2 separate regions of the Drosophila melanogaster genome follow, and region 2 is linked to region 1. Evidence: chromatin contacts called from public Hi-C data. All regions are on one chromosome and are shown on one strand. The core of a region is the stretch at or near the end of the contact, and the rest is flanking DNA. Distances in the headings are between cores, read along the strand shown.

Region 1 (6,532 bases), core at 3,289-5,788:
GCGGCTATGTTGCAGGCTTCACCCCTGTACATGGGATCACAGATGCAGTCGCCATCGCGACACTTGCCATGGCCGGAACACTCCACCTCTGAAATGGTATAAGTAGTAACTATTTAGAATCTTCTCTGTTTAAGGTAAGCTAAATGACAATCGTACCATCGCTATCCGAGGGACAACTGTTCATCTTGTAGGTGAGGTTGAAACCGGACATGTTGTAGGCATCGTCACTGAAGAAGTGCACCAGCGCCGTGCCGGATGTCGCTATCACCTGTGGCACTCGACGAATGGAGAAGTTGCCGCGATACATGAGGCCACTGAACGATAATACGGAAAGGAAGGAAAGCCAATGGTTAGTCATGAAATAAACATGTTGTCCAAGCAAACTAAGCTCACCTGAACACCGCCAGCAGGGGCGAGTCCACGCTGTCGCCATCGTATATGTACAGATGATCCCAGCCGCACTCCGTGGCGAACTCTCGCAGGTGGATCCGTATGTTGGCGGTTCGCGACGGATTGGTATTGTGTCGGCGGTTCCAGTGCGGATGTCTGGCGTCGATTAGCCAGCTGCACTTGACACTCACCGAATAGTTGCCCCATCCGTCGTGTATTGTGCCCATGGGGTGGTACATGCTGCAGATTGGAAAGATGGCAAGAGAGAGTGGATATGGCATCCATTAGCTTCGAGGTGGCTAAATAAATCAATTCCTCTATCGATTTAGCGATATGGAGTGCACACGCAAATGGCAATAGCCCGATGCTGTGAGGAGATAATTGAATTTGCCGGTCAGCCGGCCAGCGCAATTGCAATCTACAATTGATATGGGTACAGTGTATGTGAGATGGTATAGGTTGCTATAGGCTGCATCGTCCGTATTGCATAGACTATCTGTGTCCGAACTGAAGCCGTTCAACTGTTGACCGGCCAAGTCCGTTGTGCATTCTCCACTCTTTGGGCATTTGTTTCCCGTGGCTTTTGTTCTTTGAATGCGGATTACGAGTGAAAATATGTCTGGAAGACAGTCTTCAACGAAATGTGACAAGTTAAGAGCTTGAAACTCGAGTAGGGTATCCGCCAGTCGCATGCCAGTGCCTTCCTTTGTCTGTCTTATTATTTTCTTAGTGTTTTGTTTGCACATCCGCTTATAAATAACTGCTTTCCCCTGATTTAGTCGCACTGATTTCAATTTACAGCTGTGCGAGCACAAAACGCAGTGCTCAACATACTCATATGTACATATGTGATAATTAAATGCTACCCTGTAGTTGCAGCAGCCGTCTTAATAGTTGATCTTTCGTTTCTTAAATTAAAAGGTCAAACGAACATTTGCTCGTTCTCTAACAACAAAAAGTTTATCGGAAAATAAAAATATTCATTAATTAAATCATGAAGCAGATTTTAACTATTATACGTTAATGGCATAGTAGTGAGTAAACACTCTTTATAAGCCCTTTGAACCGTGTGCAGATAAAGAATGGCTTTTCACCAAGCAAAACTCCATATCTTACTAAGCTGGCAAAGATAAAACGCGACATAATGATTCTATATCATTATAAATGGATGGTACAGCTCGTAAAATTTACATATATTAATTATAATTTGCAATATGTATGCACAGCTTCAAGTACATTGTTTGCCATTTAAAGAAACTTTGCACACTCTTCTCGGTTATTTGTTTGTTCTAGTTTTAACAATTAACTCACATAGTCAGTGTACTCGGAGAAAGTGGAATCAGCAGCCTTCCGCATTCTAAATGCGACTCACGTTACACCAAGCAAGTGCCGATAAGTACTGCGTATAGTACACTAACAATTGCGGCCACAACAATAGTGCCGATGGGCATTTTTGATTATTAGAAAACACTTTCCGTGTGCCTACACTAATAATTGCTTATTTATCACAATGACTTATCTAGAGGGTACAATTTGGTTTGCTTGTTTAATCGTTTTATTTTTGTCATCGCTGGCCATCATATTTTTATTATTTTCGCTTGTCAAAAATATGAAATAGACCAGATCATTAAACGAGATTTTTTTTAAGTTTATGGTATCTAGCTTTGTGGCATCATAAAGTCAGAAAGTCATAAAATATTATTTATGTGGATTGCAAGGCCATATCTTTCAGTAGTTCTAAAACCTCTTTGATATTGATTATATCTATGCTAAATTCATATAGATTCTTAGATTCTCCCCAAGAAACCTCATATTTTTACGCCCGTAGCTGTAGGAGACTGCGTCGTGTGGGCGTTGTGTCTCGGTCAGTTCTAAACTTTGAGTAAACACTCCGTCCAGCCGGGATGCAGTCGTGCCTGGGGGGGCATATCAAACGATAGCCACGAAAAATCAATGTCGGCCAAAGATATATTTACACACTCATTGGCAGCCAGCCGGTGAGTCACTCTGTGCACTCGAGCACAGCTTAGCTTACGCACAGCTTTGGAGATGGTAGATGGAACCACATATATGTATAGCAATAGCTGGGGCATCGGCACCGTGAGCTGGAGTAGGTGAATAGGCGCCCTCGTCATGTGGCCATTCGGCTGGAATGCATTTGGAGTGAGGGAAACCAGTTCGATTGCGCCCAGTTTTTGCATAGAAAGCCGGCAAAGCAGTTGCCTTTCGAAGGCAACTTGAGCTGGTGAATCGTTGGCAGCGGTTAGATCCGAACTAGCAGCGAAAAGACTGAAAACTCACAGGCGATAAGCGGACACACACCGCTGATAAGGCCATGCCCTTATCACTGCTCAATTTGAGCGGACAAGTGTGTGGCCCCGGAATTTATGGCCCGCTAAATGCTGCGATCCAACGATCTCAAACGCAGGCCGGGATCAGGGGTCTGTGTGGAGCCTGAAACTGGTTTCTGGATGGTTGGGGCAGGTGAGGCGACGACCTCAATGCTCGAGTGCGCAAATTGCAGGTCCCATCATCAGCAGCACGGCAGGCAGGTGAATGGGTTTAATTATTGTCAAGATAGAACGCTCGCTTATCGGGCTTCGCGAGCAAATAGCCGCTGTTAAGAAACATAAACAAACTATTTCATGAGCTTTATGACGCCAGCCGTAAGCGTGAGCAACCAAACTGGCCCAACGACTTCTCACATACATATCTATTAAATATAATGTATAGCATTCGTGCAACACTTTAAATACATCAGCCTATGCCGGGCAAAAAGCTGTTATCTAATGTTTGGCAAAATAAACATTATTTTACTGGGATAATATTTTGGGATTGATGTGAAAGAGTTCTTTTAGGTGTATATACACCTCATTATTTATTAGTATGTCATTTGACATTTCTTGAATTAGATATTTTTATAGCACTGTTCCTACTTGGTTCGTCTTAAAGAAGCTTTACAGTAGATAAGCAAAGCGTTTTGTATCTGACTCAGGTAATATGACGAATATAACGTTTTCCAGAAATATATGTACATATATTTTCCCTGCTCAATCAGCACATTAGATGGCAAAGAAGCTAATGTGGCCAAAAAGCAGTGGCCTCTGCCCCAAACAAGTTCAAAGTCAAAGCGAAATAATTGAATAATCCGCATTGGAAGCGTCAGGAGGCGTAGAAAGCGGCCAGCAGGTGAAAGAATGTCTAGAGGGAAATGGGAGAAAGAGAACGGGAATTGGGAGAAAGTGGATGGTGGAGCGGTGAAGAGACGAGATAAACACGGCCAAGAACCCGTCCGACCAGATGAAACTGAACCGTTGGCTGACACAAATAGGCCGGACCGAAAAGGCAGAGGAGATCAGACCGAAAAGAATGGAAAATTGATAGGATATTGATGGCTTAACCACCACATCTTACTGGACTGGAGCTGATCTTTGGGGTAGCTGATCTATGGTCAATTATGTGACCTAATATGGAGATCTTACTCTATCTATGTGGCATGCTGTGCATAACCAGCCACTTACCGCACTTTTCCGCCACAGAACTGGCACTCCGGTCCCTGCCAGCCGTCGGCGCAGAGGCACTGGCCGTCCTCCTGGCACTGGCCGTCGTTCTGGCAGCGGCCGCCGTGGGCGGTGCAGTTGAAGGCGGCCGCCCGATGGAGTCCGCTGAAGCAGCCGTGGAAGAGGAGCAGCGTGAGGAGGAGCAGGCATTTTCGCCTGTACTTGGCGTTGAATGTGGGTGAGGTGCTGCTCCGGTTCGGTTGCTTCTGCGGTGGCTCCGCCGCCAGGCACATGATTTGCGTAGTTGATTCCAATTCACCGCCCGCCCGCAGCTTCACATCGTCGTCGTCCTGCAGCGAGTCCTTCGATTTTCGCGACTATTGCACAATTTTCCTTTGGGCCTTTCTCTCTGGCCGTTTTTCTTTTCTTTTCTATTTGCAATCTTTGCAATTCGGGGCAACCCAAGGCCCCGCACTTGAACGCACACACACACACACGCACACACTGGCACACTCACTCACACTCGCGAACGCGGCTGCACAACAAACAATATTGGCAAAAAGAAACAACAACCTGCATCCAGCGACTGGCAAAGTTATTGACAATTTATTTGTGAAACGAAACGAGAAATCTGCTGGGGGTCCAGTGCTGCACAGCGTTGCACTGCTTCGGCGTTGCAAGCACTGCTTAACAGGGTTGTCAAGTCACTGTCGGTATCGATAAGATATCTAGCAGGGATTACTTTAAAATTATTAAACAAGCTTAGTGTGGTACATTTACTTATCACATACATAAAGGAGTGCCAAATTTATATGAATAATAATATTAAAAATAATATAAGAGAATATTTTTAAAAAGCTTAATTTTAAAGCGTTAACAGTGCAAGTAATTTAACTGTGGCACACTTTTGTTGCTATAGTTTTTCGAAACGTTTTCAAAGTGGTAAAATTGGCAAAATTGTAATACCAATTTCATTACTTTAGAATATTCATAATGCGACATCGACATTTTTTATATATTTTCAGATATTTTTGTTATTTAAAAACAGCTCGTACAATCGATATCTTATCGCTGCAAACATTTCAGCCCTCGCAGTCGTTACAACCGTAACAGCACAGTTACAGTTGCAGCTTTCTGTTAGTAGGACTGCTGTTTATTTGTTTATTCAAAAATTAGAAATAAATGTTGAAACCAAAGTAATATTTATAAAAAAAGCACTTAAAATAGAGCAAGAATTGTAGTCTTAGAAAGAATACATAGAACTTAGCTTATGAACAAAGAATTAAACACAAATAAATAGAAATACAGTAACCAGAAAATCAATACCCGTTAACAACAACCGGAGCGCGTAAATTCCGTCAGTTTGACAGTTGCGTTGATAAGAACGATGCGGACGGACTTTTGAGTGCGCAGGCGCGCTCCGAGCGCACCCGTCCCCCCTTTCGTCATCGTGGCTGTTTGCCTGCCAACTACTTTCCGGAATCCGATTTCTCAGACAGTCCACGTTCGGGCGTCGTTGCAAGCAGTGTGTGCTAACGGTACTCCAACCGCGCTGCATGTGCGTTCCCCGTTTGCATCTGTGTGCGTGTGTGAGCGGAGAAGGAAAAAGAGGAAAATAGCAGGGAAAACGGGAAACAGTAACGGGAACGTCTGCCCCAAAAAACTGTTGCAAGAACACACTCGATTCCGTTGGCGCTGCACCAATTTTTCGCTTGAAAAGTAGTAATTCGATTGGATCAATTCAGTTTTCCCATAGCAGCAGCAGATTCAACGCTACTTCATCCCAGCAGGAGCAGCCGAGAAGGGGGCGGGGACTTCACAGGTGAGTTGCGGAATTCCGTTGTCCCCTGGCTGGCAAACATCCTTTTAGCCTCTCTCGCTCGGTGGTGGATTGGCCCAAAGCCACGGACACTGCGAATGTCTATACTACAGGCCAAACTGCCTAAGCCCAACCAATTTAAGGTTTTTAAAGTCGTGAATTAGTCGAAATTTTAGTTGGACTCCTTTGAGACTTTGAAACTTTAAGTGACTTTATGATTGGTTAAGAATAACCAAATGCTAATGTTTTGCAGCAGAATCTCAAAACAAAAAATTTCTCAAATATGTAAAAATTTTAATTTCATGGCGGTGAAGAGTTTGTTGTAGGATAGTTTCACCGTATGTGGCTGAGTTTCAGTTGTGGCCACATCAGCACAACACCTTGGGCGCCACAAAAACTTCAAAATTCTGTGCTAATTACATGTGCTTTGATGCCTTAGCCCTTGGCTTGGTTACATACTTTTTTTTATCAGCCCTATTTGCCAAGCTTATACGAATTAAATTCCCCGCGTTTCGGTATCGTTTCTAGTTTCAGTTGAGTGAGCTGCCCACGCACGTTTTCGATTAATCCGCATCAAACAACCAATGACAGTGAAAATCGATCGGCATTGGCTTTGGCAGTTGGGTACTACGGGTGTATTATGTTTTCCCTGCACTGAAATCCGAGGTCCATATCGAACAGAAATGCGTAACAGAAGACCCGGCTCGAAACCAATTGCCGAGAAATGTTTTTTATTTTTCAATTTAGCTAGTGTGTTTGGTCAAGTTATCGAATTCATCATAAGCTAGCTAGTTCTAAAATGAAAAACTGGACCGAGTTATTC
Region 2 (6,673 bases), core at 2,852-5,351, 93 kb after region 1:
TGGTCATGCACATTGTGGAGAGCTTTGTTAGGGGTGAGAGCAATCAAGTTAAGCAGTATCTGCTCAATCCCAACCAGCTGGATAATGTGTCTACCAAGCCCAGCGACCTCTTTGCCCAGTTCGAGCAGGCGGTGCAGAATTTAGAGAGTGGCAAGAGCACTCGACAGCTCTACGATACCGACTACATCAGCCAAGCGGATTGGAAAACTTTGTTGAACAGTATCAACCTGTCAGTGCGTCCTTTGGAAGTGATGCCCCACGAGGAGTACAAACTGCTCCTCAACGCCAACTCCAAGAGATTCCGAGTAGCTGCCAATCCACCGGAGACAACTCCCATTAGTTCTAATTGCGAGCTTTTAGTAAGCAGCATGTGTGCTCCACGGGTAATTGCCGAAATGAAGCGCGAGTTCTTTCGCAGGCTAGGAAAAAGTAACTCACTCTAGCTTAACACACGTGTCTAGGGTAAGAACGTTTACTGTGATACGTGATAATAATGTTTTCATATATGAGATTAAAATCCAATAAGCCATCAACATGTATGATACAATTTCCAAACAGAACCAGAACACGGAGCATTAAATGCCGAATACCACCCATCTTGTCTGCCCACCATCCAGACTCATCTGAGGCTCTGCCATGCGATTGACCCTTGGGCGGAACGGACTGCGCACATGTGGACATGAACTTGATTACAGCTACAGCGCCATTTACCAGCCAGGTGGCTTCTGGTTGGGATATCCACCCTGCTGGTTGGCATAACTGCCTGGGTATGTTCCGTAGTGGCCGGGTGGCGGTCCCTGCGGGAATCCCTGGTACTGATAGTCTGCAGAAGATGATCAGCATTATTGAAGATTCATTTTAAGCGGTGACGTTAACTTACTACCAGGATACGGCAAGGTGGCGTATGGATTGAAGCTCTGCGGCATCGGAGCGGGCACATAGGCGGGGTAGGGCACACCTGGCTGGGCTCCATATGGAATAGGCATGCCTTGCACTTGGGCCGGATACGGAATGTTGGCCGTTGATGCGGCAGGTGGCACACTAGGTGCGGAGCCAGGTGGAATATCTAAAAAGAAATGGACGGTTTATATATTCTGTTAAGTTCGGCTTAAGATGCTTCACTCACCGCTGCCACTGCCCGATGTGGATGCATAGTGCGAGGGAAGGGCTGGAGTGGCCGGACATGCCTGGCGGCTGGACTCTGTGGTCAAGTCCTTGAGCAGCTCCTCCTTCTCTGTCTTGCGGGCGAACACAAAGTCGCTGATCTTGTTCTGGAACACAACCAGCAACTGCGTGAGGTCGTTGTAGAACTTGGTGCCCTCCTGCAGATTTCCAGAAAGTTCAATGTAGCTATCGAAGGCGGTTGCTAGCTCCTGGTATAAAGTATCCCGCGAGCTGCCGCAGCTACCAGTTTCAGAGACAAAGGCACCATGGGCGCTTTGGATCTCGCTGACCAAGGACTGCTGACGTTCCACGCTCTCGCGCACCTGCTGCTGCAGGGGATTGAGCACTTGGCCAATACGCGCCAACGAGAGGGCGGGCTCGTCAATAGCGCCATCCTTCTGCAGGGCAATCAAAAACTCGTCCTTCATGTTGAAAGTGGCACCTTTCAGCTCGGACTCAATGGCCTCACGCTCCGCCTTAATGGTCTCCACGTCGTCCATCAGCTTCTTAAGACGCTGCACGCTGGAGCAGTTTGGGTCCACACTGCCACTGGCCGAGGGCAGAGACTGTTGGATTTGATCGGGTGGCAAGGACAAGAGTTGGATGCCCTTCTGGTTGGCCTCAAACTTCTGGCGAACCACCTTGTCGGCTTCGATGGCATTGGTGATGACTTCGCGATACTTTTTCGCGTTGGTGCGGAACATCTCTGTTAGCTTGTCGGAGCTGATGCGAGTCCAACGATCCTTGAACTGCGCCCGCAACTGGTTATCGGAGTCGCGTTCTTCGTCCAAGAGCCGCTCGGTTTCGTCGAGGATCTCGCGGTTGCGGTTCAGAAGCTCGGGAAGATCCTTAAGCATCGTCTGCACATTTTCAATGCCCCCCTTCTGGCGAACTTCATTGGCCTTTTCCTTTAGCGACGGCGGAAGCCCACTGTTGCCATCGGCTGTCTCCACGGCCGCTGGAAGATTCAAGCTGGCCAAAACAGCATTCAGAGTCTGGGTGGCTTCACGCAACTTCATGATCTCCACGTTGACGATCTCATTGCGGCGCATATCGGAGGCGGTCAGAGCACGATGAAGCTCCACGGGCACTAGGCTGCTGAATATATCCTTAAAATTTTCAGCCAAGGGGACAGCAATGGGCAGTGGCTTGGCCAACTGGGCTTTTCCAGGAGAGGTCAAGGTGCTCAGCTCTGGTATGATCTCGTTGTAGATGAACTCGTTGTCCTTGGTGGACTCGGTCAAGTTGCGCTTGGCGCGGCTGAAGTATTCATCCAAGTAGGTCTCATTTCCGCTACGCGTCTGAGCCGCCTTGAAAAGATCAATGGCGTTGCGCAAGCGAGCAATCTCCTCGCCAATCTTCTTGGCGGCACGGCACACCAGACTCTGGTACAACTGGGTGAGGGCATGGAAGCCGGCCTGCTTTCCAGCAATAGTAGGTATCCACTCCTTCTCCCACAGGCTGCGCACAGACTCCTTTTGCATAGCGCGCAGCACATCGGCGTAAGACTCCTCCGCCTGGCAGCAAAGCTTGGCGATGATCTGGTCCTTCAAGTTATCTGCCGGAATGTAAATACTTGAACATGTTAACCTCGATTCATAGCGGAATGTGTTTCCATTACTCTAGAGCCATTGATTGGTACATTATTTTTGTTGAATGGAATGATTCATTTCAATCGTTCTTATCATATAATTTCAAAGGAAATAACTGGGTAATGTCCCCACGTATCAAAAGTAATATCTTCGGATAAGCTTTGTCCGAAAAATATTGCATTGAGTGCTTTTATTGTATGCCAAAGACGCTTTTACCTGATAAAATAGTTTATCGCCCAATGTAAACAACTAAATTTTGCTCATAGATAAGCATTTAAATGTGAACGGTGTTCGTGCTCTTTGTGAATTAATTTTACATACCCTTAATTGCCTTCAGAATGAAAACCTCCTGCGCTTGGGCGACCATCAGAGCCTGCAGCACGGTTAGCGTATCCTGGCTGAGATCGGGCGTGGGTTCCGAGGGCACTGCCGCTGGCGTCGCTCCCTTCAAATACTGAAAGATGCCGGCGCTCTGCTGGAGCAGTTTGATGGTCAGCTTAAGGCCGTCATCCGAATCCAGGGACTGGTTGGCAGCGATGTTGCTCTGCAGGGCGGCAATGTTGAAGAGCACACAGACCTTCTCGTAAAGCAAGGAGGTGTGAGCTGTGGATGGTGGATGCCGTTGGGTTAGTGGTGAAATATACTTGGCACATGGCAATGAATCACTCACTCAGGCTGATCTTGCCGCCGAAAATGGAGCCCTTGTCGAAGGCATCCTTCCACTTAAAGGGTATCTGAAGTTCGCTAACCGATATCTTGGTCTCCAGCGCACAAATCTGGTCATAATAGCTGGAAATACAGAGCAGGCAACAAAACCCGGAGGCAAAACATTTAGTTAACGACTACGTCATCCGAGAGCTTGTTTACGTCTGACCACCACACCAATACAGAAGCACCAGGTGGAATCGAATCGAATGGAATGGGTGTGATTAGCTGCCCCGTTGTGCGGGTGACTCATCGGGAGATTCCCGGAAGAAGGCCACAAAGACATGGTGGTACTTACGCGTACACAATCTCCAGCGAAGCCTCGTACTTTTCAAAGAATTTCCAAATTGCCGTATTGCGTTGTTTCGAAAATTCGTTGACGGCCTCTCCGTACTTGCCCTTCTCCTCCTCCGACGCACCGTTGTAGGTGCTCTGGATGAGATTGTTCAGCGGCTTGATCACATCCACCTCCGACGGCTTCTTCAGCGGCACGCCCAGAAACTTCGACATCTTTTCCTGTTCTGCGGAGTCTGCTTCTTGTCCGACTTCTGATTCCAAGTGATATTAATTAATCGTCTGTCGCTCTATTCGAACTCCGCTTTACGCTCTCTTTCCTTCCCCTACAACAGCTGGCCAGCGATGTCCAGCCGTCGATACCGTTTTCGATAGCCACTAAAGAAATACTAAGGATTTAGTTCTATACTTCAAAGGTGAATTTTTGTCAAAGATACTTAATATTGTAAACTATTAAAAAAAAGTAATAGAATATTTTTTCTATGTTCTATGTTCTATATGTTTTTTATTACTAACATGAACCGGTAACTACCAGAGCTGCCACTATTTCAATACGTATGCACATTGCTACGTTTCTCGCCCTGTCGTTACGTTTTCAACAGTGTGGCATCTCTGCGGCGAGAGAAAGGTAACCCTAGACTTTCTATTTTCTGATTGCGTTGTTGTCGAGAAAATTGTGCGAAATTATTGGTTTTTTCTTAGAATTTACCGTAACAAGAAGCACGCTTACTAGAGTAGTTAGGCCTTGTCAAGAATTCGCACGTGAGTTGATATACGGAGCCCTGGCTTGGATATCCCAGTGACACCTAGAATCCCGTTCTATGTCATTCCGCAGAAGAAGCAGCAGCAGCAGTAGCGAGGCAGAAAACCGAAGAGACCCCGCGATGGCCGAAGTGGAGAAACCAACGGCGGCCACGCCCCCGACCGACATCCCCCAGGCCACGGCTGCACCTGCCAGCGAGGCGCCAGTGGCTGTAACGCCCACAGCGGATACCACCGTGGACGTCGAGCCGGGCACCTCGCCCACCCAGGAGCCCAACTCCAATTCGCATCCGCACGACTCCGAGTACGACACGGCCAGTGATCTGGAGGGCGGAGAGGACTATGACGACGAGGAGAGTGCCAGCGGCAGCGCCAGTGGCAGTGGGAGCGAGGAGGAATCTGAGACGGACGACGAGGACGATGAGGTGGGCAGCGAAACGGACGATGGCGAAGGGGAGCAGGCGATGGACCGCTCCGTCGCAGACAGTGAGGCCCAGAAGAAGGTGGACGAGGATCGCAGCAATCCGCAGTACATCCCAAAGCGGGGCACTTTCTACGAGCACGACGATCGGACGGCGGAGACCGAGGGAGAAATCCTGATCGAACCCGAAAACGGTGCTGGCCAGGCGGCGGCGGAGCCAAATGGCGAACTCAATGGACTTGCGGCCGCCGGTGCCACGCCGACTGGCCAAACGCCACAGATCTCACAGGCATCGAAGACCATGCGAAAATGGCAACCAGCTTCAGGCGGTGATCGCTGGTCTCACGATCGATTCGAGGCCACGGAGCAGGCTCCCAAATCCCGTGCAGAGTTGCTGCAAACATACGGCTACGACATTAGAAACGAGGACGCACCACCCAGAGCCAGACGTCGCCGGCGATATACGCGTGGGCCTAGTAAATACTCAAGAAACTGGGAGGACGAGCAGGCCTACCTCAAAGCCAGCAATAAGGAGCGCAAGCCGCCGCGGCCACAGGACTTCCCGGCGCTCAACGAAAGAAAGCCACGTGGTCCACGAACATCATCCTCGCGTGAGGAAAAGGAAAACCGACGGTCCGTCGCTGCTGAAGGCTTGGTTCCAGAGAAGCAACAGCCCTTGGCCAGTAGCTCCAATCCACACAGATCCCAGGAGCGTGAACGTGAGAGGGAAAGGGAGCGGGAACGCGATCGAGAGCCCAAGAATCGCAACTTCGGGCGGATGAACGGCGGCCCCGGACGTCAGAATGGCATGGAATTTAAGAAGAACAACCGTGGACAGCAGCTAAGAGAGCGGGAGCGGGGGCCAGACCAACTGGACAACCGTAACCAGAAGCCATCCACTCCACGCTCCAACCAACAACAACAGCCGCAGCAGCAACCTCATCATCAGCAACAGCCACAGCAGCAACGACAGCCGTCCCAGCCGCAGCAGTCTCCACAGACGCCGCTTTCCACGTCGAACCTTTCGCAGCGGCTCCAGCAGGTGCAGCAACGCAATGATCCCAGCCATGTGGGCAGTGTCCAGATGCATTCTCTGGCTAGCCAAAATCAGGCGCCTCAGCAGCAGCAGCAGCAGCCACTGCATCAGGAACAACGAAATGCGCCCAAGCGCTACTCCAGCTTGCGTCGCTCACAGCAGGAGGCATCACAGCACTTGGCTGAGCAGCAGCAACAGCAGATGCAGCAGCAGTTGCATCTTCAACAGCAACAGCAGCAGCAACAATCGCAGATCATGATTCAGGACCCCCATGTTCTGATGCAGATCGCCTATCAGCAACAGGAGCTGCAGGCCCAACTGCAGACCATGCAACTTGGACCACCTACTGCCGCAGGAGCAGTTCCAACACCACCAAAGCCACATGCCCCGCCGGCAGCCGCATATCCGCAAGCACAGGCGGCACCGTACTATGTGACCGGAACGGAGCCAGTTCCAGTGCCCGTTCCCCAGGCACCGTATGTTAATCCGGCTAGTGCCGCTTACTTGCCAACCACTCCGGCTGCCGTGGCGTACGCCCAAGCAGGGCCTCCGGTTGTAACACAACCCACACCGCCGCCCGCTCAGGCGCCGCCCGCAACGCAGCCGGCTCAGCCGTATCAGAACTACAACACGGTCGGTGGCACAACCTACTTTGTACCGCCGGCTCAAACCACTAGCCGACCAAGTGCTCTGCCCCAG

The links. A called contact is a pair of places that touch in the nucleus more often than the background predicts.
Region 2: a contact with region 1 is called in a Hi-C map of the Kc167 cell line, with 4 times the contacts expected there. A contact is called at or near these places in 2 of 107 Hi-C or Micro-C datasets (the D17-c3 cell line and the Kc167 cell line).

The regions. Positions count from the first base shown.
Region 1 is chr3R:27,602,858-27,609,389 of dm6, forward strand. dsd (distracted) reads right to left here and starts at 4,539. Exons shown (of 8, transcript NM_001276084.1): 1 at 3,912-4,539; 2 at 394-630; 3 at 157-314; 4 at 1-88. The coding sequence starts at 4,183. It overlaps Tusp (tusp,), which reads left to right and starts at 5,022. Exons shown (of 11, transcript NM_001202374.2): 1 at 5,022-5,712.
Region 2 is chr3R:27,696,009-27,702,681 of dm6, forward strand. It overlaps ALiX (ALG-2 interacting protein X), which reads right to left and starts at 4,102. Exons shown (of 6, transcript NM_143325.4): 1 at 3,760-4,102; 2 at 3,427-3,545; 3 at 3,078-3,359; 4 at 1,127-2,722; 5 at 881-1,066; 6 at 458-823. The coding sequence starts at 3,971. The coding sequence ends at 708. It overlaps btz (barentsz), which reads left to right and starts at 4,356. Exons shown (of 2, transcript NM_001276099.1): 1 at 4,356-4,517; 2 at 4,591-6,673. The coding sequence starts at 4,640. HSPBAP1 (HSPB1 associated protein 1) reads left to right here. Exons shown (of 1, transcript NM_143324.3): 1 at 1-523. The coding sequence ends at 443.